2 separate regions of the Rattus norvegicus genome follow, and region 2 is linked to region 1. A link is a contact called in public Hi-C data. All regions are on one chromosome and are shown on one strand. Each heading gives the region's core, a stretch centred on a gene start, on an enhancer-like site or on the middle of the called end of the contact. The rest is flanking DNA. Distances are from core to core; before and after follow the strand shown.

Evidence for each region. Hi-C and Micro-C count contacts between places; a contact is called where the count stands out from the background.
Region 2: a contact with region 1 is called in a Hi-C map of the Rat2 cell line, with 3 times the contacts expected there. The contact joins the enhancer-like site here to the promoter of Gja1 in region 1.

Annotation. Positions count from the first base shown.
Region 1 is chr20:36,300,168-36,305,196 of GRCr8, reverse strand. Gja1 (gap junction protein, alpha 1) reads right to left here and starts at 2,633. Exons shown (of 2, transcript NM_012567.2): 1 at 2,451-2,633.
Region 2 is chr20:36,393,038-36,398,066 of GRCr8, reverse strand. All of the region lies in intron 2 of LOC108349074 (a long non-coding RNA gene), which reads left to right. Among named protein-coding and RNA genes, the nearest start is that of Gja1, 93 kb to the right of the region's middle. Within about 2 kb of position 2,001, at least 45 of the 93 cell types and tissues checked have an H3K27ac peak or open chromatin away from gene starts, as enhancers often do.

The DNA.
Region 1 (5,029 bases), core at 1,384-3,883:
GCTATCCCTTCTCTCTGCAGGAATTGAAGACGGCTAAGCAACCAAGTTCTGCTCCCTTCGCGGAAGGAAACGCAGCCTTCCCCTCTTGCTGCTGGCTTTAGAACCACATTTCCCCGTGGAAGGTCAGCAATAATAAGAATCCCAACCTCAAAGGATGATGGGACAACGTTGAAGAACATCTATGTGGTGTGTGTTTAGACAGTGGAGTACCAAAGCACTACCACCTGGAACCCCAGCAAGGGACAGGTAGCCCACTGTACCCGAATCTAGATGCACAAAGCTTTCACACACCGGGGAGTGCATTCCAGTAATCCAGAGTTCAACACCTCTCCAGGACAGAAAGTACAGCCTGTAAATGCGCTCATTTCCACACAACTTGGCCTACCCAGCAGAATTAACTAGTACGACCCCACCCCCGCAGTCTATGCCCTCGTTTACTTTAACACACTTTTATTTTCATCAATCCTCATGAAAATAAAAAAGAAAAAATTAACCTCAGGCTTCCTCATGGGAAGCTACTGACCATTCAAGGTTGCTGCCCAGAGGTCTTTTTGGACTGGTAAGATTCACTACCTTCCAGTCACTACTATTGTGCTTGGGGAACAAAGGAAATCAAACCCACCTCCAAAGTCGGCCCTGTAGGCTCTTCTCCTCTCCTCAAAACCCAGTAGTGGGAGGGAAAGGGAAGCTCACCTCCGGGCGCGGGCCGCCGAGTGCTCGGCCAAGGCTCTGCCAGAGATGCCCAGTGAGCATTGGGTGGACCCGAGGGCACTAACGGGGAGAACTCTGCTCGGAAGTCAAGGTTTGAATTTTCCAATCCTGAACGGATTTGCCTCAGCACACGTCAGTAGCTGTCGCACGGTTTCTCGAAGGGTCTTCTTTGCCCCTCCTTCTTCCGCCCCGCCTCATTCTTGGGGAATTTCAAGAGTTTCCAGGAGTGTTACAAGTGCATTTACCAGCACCCGGGCTCCCTAGGTGTTCAGGGGACCTTCCCGGGGGCTCCACTCAGCCACCCGACAAGTTTAGGCAGAGAAACCACGAAAAGGCGTCTCGGAGGGCAGGGGAAGAGACTTCAGATTGACAACTTTAATAAAGTCGACCACTTGCTGCCTCTGACGGTCCGGCCGCGAGGCTCGCCTCCCCTCCCCCCCAACCCCCCTCCGTCGCAGGCAGCGGTCTGGACCGCGAAGCCGGAAGGCTGCGGGGAGCCGAGCCCGGGATGATGCTAAGATTGGGCAGGAAGGGCCCGTGCCACCCTCTGCCCTAAAGTTTTCACTTCAAAAGGACTCGGCCCGTCTGGTACACGGGAAAAAAAAAAAAAACCAACCAAACAAAACTACAGACCCACCCTGAGTCGTTTCGGTGTGGATTTAGGCCGGACAGAATGAAGACTGGGCAAAGTGCTTTACAGAATGTGTTACCAATTTAAAAATAAAGAAAAAAAATAACAGCTTTAAGACGGATCCCCTTTAAACTGCACGTTAACATCATTTTTGCTTAGTGCTTTGCACCCTCTAGAAGCTAATTCAAAACTGTCCCAACAGCTCTGAAGTCCCTACAGGTCCGGGCAGGCAGGCGAAGGGGGGTGGGGGTGGGGAGGGGGCAGCCCCTTCTAAAGCGCGGCTCCAAAATTCCCTTTTCCCCATTCCTTCTAGGAGCTTGGGTTTTAGCAGTTGGTTTTGGAAAAGCACCCTGGCACACACTGTTTCTAACGCCGGTTCCTCTAACGCTCCCCAAGTCACCACCACCCATTCAAGATTTCTCGCGCCCGCAGTTGCCAGCGTGGAGGGGAAAAAAAAAAAAAAAGCTGGCTGTGTGGGCTGAGGGGTTCGTCCCGTAGCACCGCGCTGGCTCGCACAAAGTAACTACTGTTGGTCTAAAAACCCTACCCGCAGCACCCCGATCTACGTATTTTCTGGCTTAATCCAGAAAAAAGGCTAAGGAAGAACCACGTGGAAGTCAACTGCTGCGGCAGGGGCTCAACAAAGCACTGTTACAAAAGGAGCCAGCTTTCTCAAGGCTGTAGAACAGCCGACGGGATTTTCAGGAGGAAAAAGGAAAAAGCCTGCAGTGTCCTGCACTAGAGGAAGCAGGCTAGGCAAAGTTGACGGAGGGGACCCCCCCTTCCCTCCCACCGCAGCACCTTCTCCATCAGGGACTACAGAAAAGTGAAAATTAGGCTCCACAACAAAGAACCAAGTCTAGGAAGTTGGTCCTTCACTCTAGCTGGAAAAAGTTTGAGCCTTTTACCTGTTGCACGAGCAGCGGAACTTTTTAAACAATCAAAATATAAACCAGCACGTGGAAATGGCAAAGACACTTGGAAGACCATCGTTCTACTTACGATATCCTAAGCCAAAGACGCAACGCGTTTACAAAGCACAGTGCAAGAGTTTTCCTGACAGAAAGAGACGCTATTAGGTAAAAGCGGGTTTTTTATCAAAACTTACTCTTTCACTTAATGAAAGTGAAGCCGGCGCGCCAAAGTTGGTGGAACTCCTTGGAGGCTGAAGTCAAAGGAAAAATGAGAGTTCAGGCTCTCAGACCTGTCTGTTTAAAGTTTAAAAGTCTGCTGCTGTTTGGTACTTTCCTCACGCCTTTCCCCCAATGAAAGAAAAGTGCTGATACCTCGTAAAAGCGTTTTTCTAACTTGGAGCGCAGAGCTTTTAAAAGTTTCAAGCCACTGACTCAACTGGAAGGAGGGGCCAGGAGAAAGGGGAGGGAGGAAGAAAAGGCGGGGAGAAGGTGGGGAGGAGGCTGACGAACGTGGGGCTGAGCAGGCAGAAGCAACCTGGTCAAGATAAAGTTGTAGTTTGAATGTGCTGACGAGAAGGGAAAAAAATATGAGAAAACAGCTCTAGCTGTCCGTCGGCCACTGCAGGGCTGTGACTCCTCACAGATAAAATACTGTTGGGTGTAGTAGGGCTTGTTTCAGGGGATGACCAGGGGGAGGGAGAAGACGTACCTTTCGTGTTACATTTTCTAAATGAAAAAAAAATGCAATAAATAAAAATGGGGGGCGGGGGGGACAAGGTCAACTCGTGCAGACTTGTTCTGCGTTCCCCAAGGTGTGTGAAGCTTGAGGTGGGTGTGCGTGATCTTTCTTATGACCTAATTCTCCTCCTCTTAAACACGGACAATTAACAAAGGAAAAAAGGCGGTGGGCATGGGAAAGGCATTTCACAACCAGCCCCAGTGGAGGGGTATGTCTACTCGTCGGTTTCTCTGCTGCTTTAGATAGTTTTGTGTATTCCTTCGATTAAGAACAGGAAGGTAGATGTTATGTATTATGAAAAATATCATGTAGGTAACTTTGGACTGAAACGTTGATACTGACCTCTACCCAGTCTCCGAGGAAGTGAACGTCCTATCTCAGTCCTATTCATGACTACAATTTAGCATTTAAATCGGCAGGAAGATGCCAAAATTCTCCCCCTCCCCTCCCTCCCTCCTCCTCCTCCTCCTCCTCCTCCTCCTCCTCCTCCTCCTCCTCCTCCTCCTCCTCCTCCTCCTAACTGCAGACTAGAGTTTCCAGATACATTATGTTAGCATAAAGCCAGTCTGAAAACTTCCTCCTCTCTTTCGATCATGTCCCTAGGAAGCCCATCCAGGGGAGAGACGTCTGCCTGGTGACCGCCTGCCTACAACTTCATGGCTTTCTCATCATACCTGACGGGGTTTATGAAGGACTGAGTCATATAACCTCATTCCTAAGGGTGGGCAGCTCCTTTGAGGGCTCCCAGATGTCCTCCAAGAGGGCTTATGGCAGGGCAATAAACAGGCTTCAGCGGTGTTCCCGGGGTTAGGCAGGGAAATCTCTCGGCCTTTGTTCAGGCATCACCTGACTGGGTTGAGCATCTCACTCTAAGGCAAACAGCAGAACAAAGGATGGCAAAGACTTCGTAGAAACACTTTCCCGTGCCTGGCTGGAATGCCTAAGGAGGCACCACTTGAAATCTCACAGTTTAAGACCCCAGCGAGCTCTCTTACTTTTGAGGTTTGTCTTTAACTTAAAGAAGGGAAACAATGTGACAGAAGCAGAAACTGTAGTCTGACTTTCAATGCTTTATGTCCAGAGATGTGACATTAGACTTTTTAAACATGTATTTATCAAATGTGTGTATTCACATATGTGTGTGCAAGTGGAAATTTGAAGACAGTTTGTGAACGTTGGACCCCGTTTTCCATCTGGAAAGTGAACTTAGAGAGTCAGACCTGACAACAGGCACCTTAACCACTCAGCCATCTTGCTGCTTCTTACTAAACTTATTTAATTAATTTTTTGTTTTAAACCATGAAGTCTCGCTGCATAGCTCTCCTGGAACTCACTATGTAGACCAGAATTCTGCCTGCCTCTGCCTCCTCAGCCCTGGGATTAAATGTGAGCACCACATACCTGGTTTATTCAATTTATCTTTAACTGATAAAACATATAAAAATTGCATTAATGTTTGGGGTTATATGATGTTTTGATACAAGTGTAAAATTTGTGGTGTTGAACTCAGTATAAGAATATTTGTCTGTTGTAATACTTATAATATAATTTGTCTATGGGAAAATATCCAGACTTCTAAAGGTTTTTTTTAGAAACACTGCACTGTCATCCATCCATAGTTAGTTTACCCATTCTTAATACACCACACATATAGAACCTCAGTAGAACTTAGAGTCCACGAATCAACCTCTCCCCGTTCCTCTTCCCCTCTTTACAAAAACACATTTTATTTCATTTAAAGAAAGATTTGCACAGTGGTCTCTGTCTACAGCCCCAGTCAATTGAAAGGGTAAGGCAGGACAATCAACTGAGATGAGTTTCAAGCAGTCCTCAACCACACTAGAGAAAACCCAGTGTCGAGTTAAACAACAACAACAACAACAACAACAAAAACGGGCTGTAAAGAGGGTATTGAGTGGGGCTAGAATGGAGAGCTGTGAATGTACCAACCTTAGAGAAGAAAAGGGAGCAGAAACCTTAGTGTCTGTTCATGGACTGATAGGGCGGAAAATCTAGAGGCAGGAGGAAGTGGAG
Region 2 (5,029 bases), core at 752-3,251, 94 kb before region 1:
ACCTATGGATCTATCGGCCATTAACAGGAAAACTATATCACACCTTCTCACAAAGCTTGAGCAACTTCACAAAAGAGGAGGTAGAAAGAGAGTCAGAGCTCAGGGAGAACTGTGACAAAGCTGTGTCTTCTAGACACAAAAGATCCATGACATTCATGAACTCACAGCAGATGTGGTTGTCTGTACAAGATGTGCAGAAGATCAAGTCAGTCAGCATTACAACCTGGATGAATGAAGGGCTTCAGAGAGGGTCGGTTTTCCTCAGAGTGTGTATCCCCCTCATAGGTAGACTATTCCTGAGTGTATGGCCCCACACACCTATGCACTTACAGACAGAACTTTATAACTGAGCAGCGTTCCTGTGTTGGTCATCTTGACAGAAATATCCATTGAAATATTTTTCATAATTCTTATTTCGAGATCAGAAAATGAAGGTTAGCAGATTACCCTTAATCATTCTCCATCTGATTTTTTGAGACAGGTTCTCTCTGTGAGCCCGGAACAGAGTCCTCCTCTCCCCCCTGATTCAGTCGGACTCCAGGGAACCTCCTGTCTTATCACCCCTGAAATGTGATTACGGGCTCAAACCGGAGCCTGGCTTTAGAGTCTGGACATTGAACTCAGGCCCCCATGCTTTTACAGCAAGCTCTGTACTAATTAAGCCATTTCTTCTGCTGTTATCACAAATTTGCTATTCATCAACAGGCAGAACATAAGGAATGATATCCTAGACAATGCACACCGGGAAATGGCCAGCAGCACGGGCTACAGTAGCTCCCCTTCCTTACAGTCTCTGGCAGGGAGGTTACGGCTGTGCACAACCTCTGCCAAGTTAGTCTATCCAAGAACGCTTTTATTCCAGGTGAGACCCAGTCCAGCTTCCAGTCAGCTTGTCTGAATAGAAAGATAGGGACACAGAGCTCTCACAATGACAGACGGCAATTCTTACAAGCAGGACTATTTCTCAGCTGCCTCTCCAGCATCCCACTTGGAGGAGGCAGCCTCACTCCGGGTGTGAACGTGGGAGGGGAGATTGTGAGGTGACTTGTCTAGTCCCTGTTTCATAAGCTGGCACCGCACTGGTTTAGTCACGCTGGCTTTTGACAGCCTCCGGTTAACTTTGAAACGAACTCCTCTTGTCTTCCATAGTAACCCCAGACATCTTTCCTCCGTTTAAAAAAAAAAAACAAAAACAAAAAACACTGTTAGGCAGGAAATAGTCAATAATATCTTTGGATTTCTTAATGGATATTATTATCCTCAACAGTCTAGGTAATTGATATTTACATGAGGTATGCTCTGCATTGCTAGGAAAATGCCTTATGCAGTAATTTATTTCACCTCTGTTCATGTATGGATCGAGAGGCTGCAGAAGATATGAAGCTATAAGACTTGAACTTGGAACCAAACTTGTGGGCCTGTGCATAACGGCAAAAATTTCCTGTCATAGAAATACCTCTGCGATATTTATATTTATATTTACTACGGTAAAGTGCCTAGTATATTTAAGGGGGGGAAGGGACAGAAATAAAAACAAAAACAAAAGATGATTTTTTTTTTGAGGCACATTTTTTTCTGCCAATGCGTTTACTCCCAAGGCCTTTTCATTACCGTATTGCAAATTAGTAACAAAACAGAATGGAAAAACCCAGATGTTCAAATGATCTCCTCGGAAAAGCTGCCTGCCTCTCGGATAGCCTCTCTAAAACTGGGTATGTTTTTTCAGAAATGACGGCTTTCCTTGCGGGGAGGAGAGTGCAGAACGGAAAGCCTGGAATTCCTGAGCGAGGCTCCAAAATGATCAACTTTGCTTTTACAACTTTGTTTTGAATTTCCCTGAGCGGCACTGAGAACCTTAGGAGCAGCCTATCGCTGTTGTCCGGGTTTTACTCCTTTCCTTTAGTGTTAACCTGAAGCCCATTTCAGCGAGCCTGTGCGCAGCCCCGCTCTGAGCCAAAAATCCTAGACTTGGGATTCTAGGCTTGCTTCCTTCCGTGTGGCATCCAGACTGCCAGCGTTCTTGCTGATTCACTGGGACAGGCTGGAAGGGTGCAGGGCTGTGATCCGGTGGAGACAAGACCCGGAGTTTCTTTGTAAATCCCAGCTTTATTGCGCTCAACCGGAACTTTAGACTCCCCCATCAGCTCCTTCATCGGCAAACTGGGAATCAGCCTGGTATTAAGCACTTAACTTTGTTTTCTTTGAGGAAGTGCTTTGAAGATGAGAGGGGTTGCATTTATTTGGTTAGCAACGTAAATTAATGGGGTCAGAAACAAGACCGGGCTGAGTGTTGGATGGTACTTCTTGATTTTCTTGCTCTGCCTACCCAATGCTTACACAGCCCGGCTCATCCCAGCCTATCCCTGATCACTATCTCCAGTTTTCTTTACTTTCCGGATTTAAACTCAAAACCTGTATGATTGAACCAACAAGCCAGGCTTTGAGGAATGTGTCATAGTTATGTCTCCAGGCAGACTGTTGGATCACACCCAGGAAAGCTGCCCGGACACTTCCACACATCCTACTTTATTTTAGGTCAGTTAGGAAACTCAAAGTAACAAATATGACCACTGAAGAATTTGCAAAGCAAACTTCCTCAGTTTTCATTAGAAAGGTAAGAATTTGGCTACTTCCTGGACTATATTACCTTTTGCCAAGGCTCAAGATAATTATATACTTAGCAAGTAAAGCATAAACATACCTGCTTCCTGTTTTAAAATTTACAAGGACTTTCCAATAGCTGAGAAGCACTTAAAGAGATGGTCAAAATCCCTAGCCATCAGGGAAATGTAAATCAAAACAACTCTGAGCTTCTATGTTATACCCATCAGAATGGCTAAGACCAAAAACTCAAGTGACAGTTCAGGATGGTGAGAAGCAAGGGGAGCACTCCTCCATTGCTGGTGGGAGTGCGCACTTGTACAACTACTTTGGAAATCAATTTGGTAGTTTCTCAGAAAACTGGGAATAATTCTACCTCAAGACCCAGCTATACCAGTCCTGGGCATAAACACAAAAGATGCTCCACCATCCCACAAAGACATTTGTCCAGCTATGCTCATTCAGCTTTTTTCATAATCGGCAGAAACTGGGAACAACCTAAACGTCCCTCAACTGAAGAATGGATAAAAAAAAATGTGGTTCATCTATTCAATGGAATACACAGCTAAGGCTCAGAAATTAACGGGGGTGACATTAGCTGTGTCTCACTACATTGGAGTTATAGAACCTGAAGAGGCCACTTCCTGTAGCTAGACGGGAACCCCAGTGCAGTGATGGAGACACCAACCCACCCACAAAACTTTCAACTGAAAATTTATCCTGTCTACAAGAAATCCAGGCACAGGGGAGGGAGCAGAGACTGAGGGGACGGCCAACCAATAACTGGCCCAACTTGAGACACATCCCATGGGCAAGCACCGATCTCTAACATTATTAACGACACTCTGTTATGCTTGCACACTGGAGCTTGTTGCCCTCTGAGAGGCTCCACCCAGCAGCTGACTCAAACAGATACGCCCACAGCCAAACAGTGGGTGGAGCTTGGGGATTCTCATGGAAGAATAGGAGGAAGGATTTAGGCCCCAAAAAGGGGTAGGAACTCCACGGGAAGACCAACAGAGTTAACTAACCTGGACCGTTGGGACTCTCAGAGTCTGAATCTCCAACCAAAGAGCATATACAGCTGCACATAGGTCTCTCTCCTCATATACCAGATGTGCAGCTTGACCACAGCTATCCCAAAAGCTGTTGCCTGTACATGGGATATGTTCTACTAGCTGGGCTGCCTTGTCTGGCCTCAGTGGGAGAAGAAACACCCAGTCTCCAAGAAACTTGAAGTGCTAGGGTAGAGGGATACCCAGGGGGGCATCCAGGCTGCTCAGAGGAGAAGGGGAGGGGGTGGAGGAAGAGTTGTGGGAAAGGGCAACCAGGACAGGGTCAGTGAGTGGAATGTAAAGTGAATAAATTTTAAAAAAATAAATTAAATTTAAAAGAAAGAAATTAGAGGCCAGCCTCTAATACTCCAATATCTCATACATGAGATACTGCCACTAAATAAATAAATGACAAACAGAACACTACATACATAAAATATTTTATTTTATGTATGTAGATGTGGTGTCTACATATCTGTCTTATGCCAAGGTGTGTGCCTGGCACACAAAGAGGCTAGAAAGGAGTCACCACACTCCTTGGGACTTGAGCGGCACATGGCTGCGTGCTCTCGTGTAGGTGATAGAAACCAAACCCAGTCCCTCTAGAAAAGTAGTTAGTGCTGTAATGACTGAGGCATCTCTCCAACCCCAAATAGAGTATTTATTTTAATTTTATTTATTAATTAATAAAATTTATTAATTAATAAAAATTAGTTAATTAATTAAAATTTTATTAATAAATTTTATCTGTGCGTGTGTGTGTGTGCGCGCGCGCGTGTGAGAGAGAGAGAGAGAGAGAGAGAGAGAGAGAGAGAGAGAGAGAGAGAGACAGTGGTCACCACATGACATGATACTTAGGTGAGGATCACGGAACAATCCCCAAAGGTTAATTCTCTCCTTCTACCTCTACATGGGATCCAGCCACGGATCTCAGGTCTCCAGGCTTAGGCAGCAGTTACTTTTATTCACTGAGTCATCTTGTTGGCATATCATAAGTTATTTTTAAAATTCTTTTAATGATGTTAATTAATGTTATGGGCATTGGTGTTTTGCCTGCATGTGTGTCTGTGTAAAGGTATCAGGTCCCCTGAAACTGGAGTTATAGACAGGTGTAAGCTGTCAGGTGGTTGCTAGGAATTGAACCCAGGTCCTCTGGAAAAGCAGTTGGTGCTTTTAACCACTGAGCCACTTCTCCAGCCCCATAAAGAATCGGTTTTAATGGTCAAAAGCTGATTCTAATGTAAGTTTAGGAAATTACCCAAAAATAGCATTCAAGAGAAAAAAGACAAGAATTTCATTTTTTTTCTAATTTGGGGGCTTGTGTCCTGCAATTTCCTCAGACATTTTAGCCAACATTGTATTGACTCTGGGCA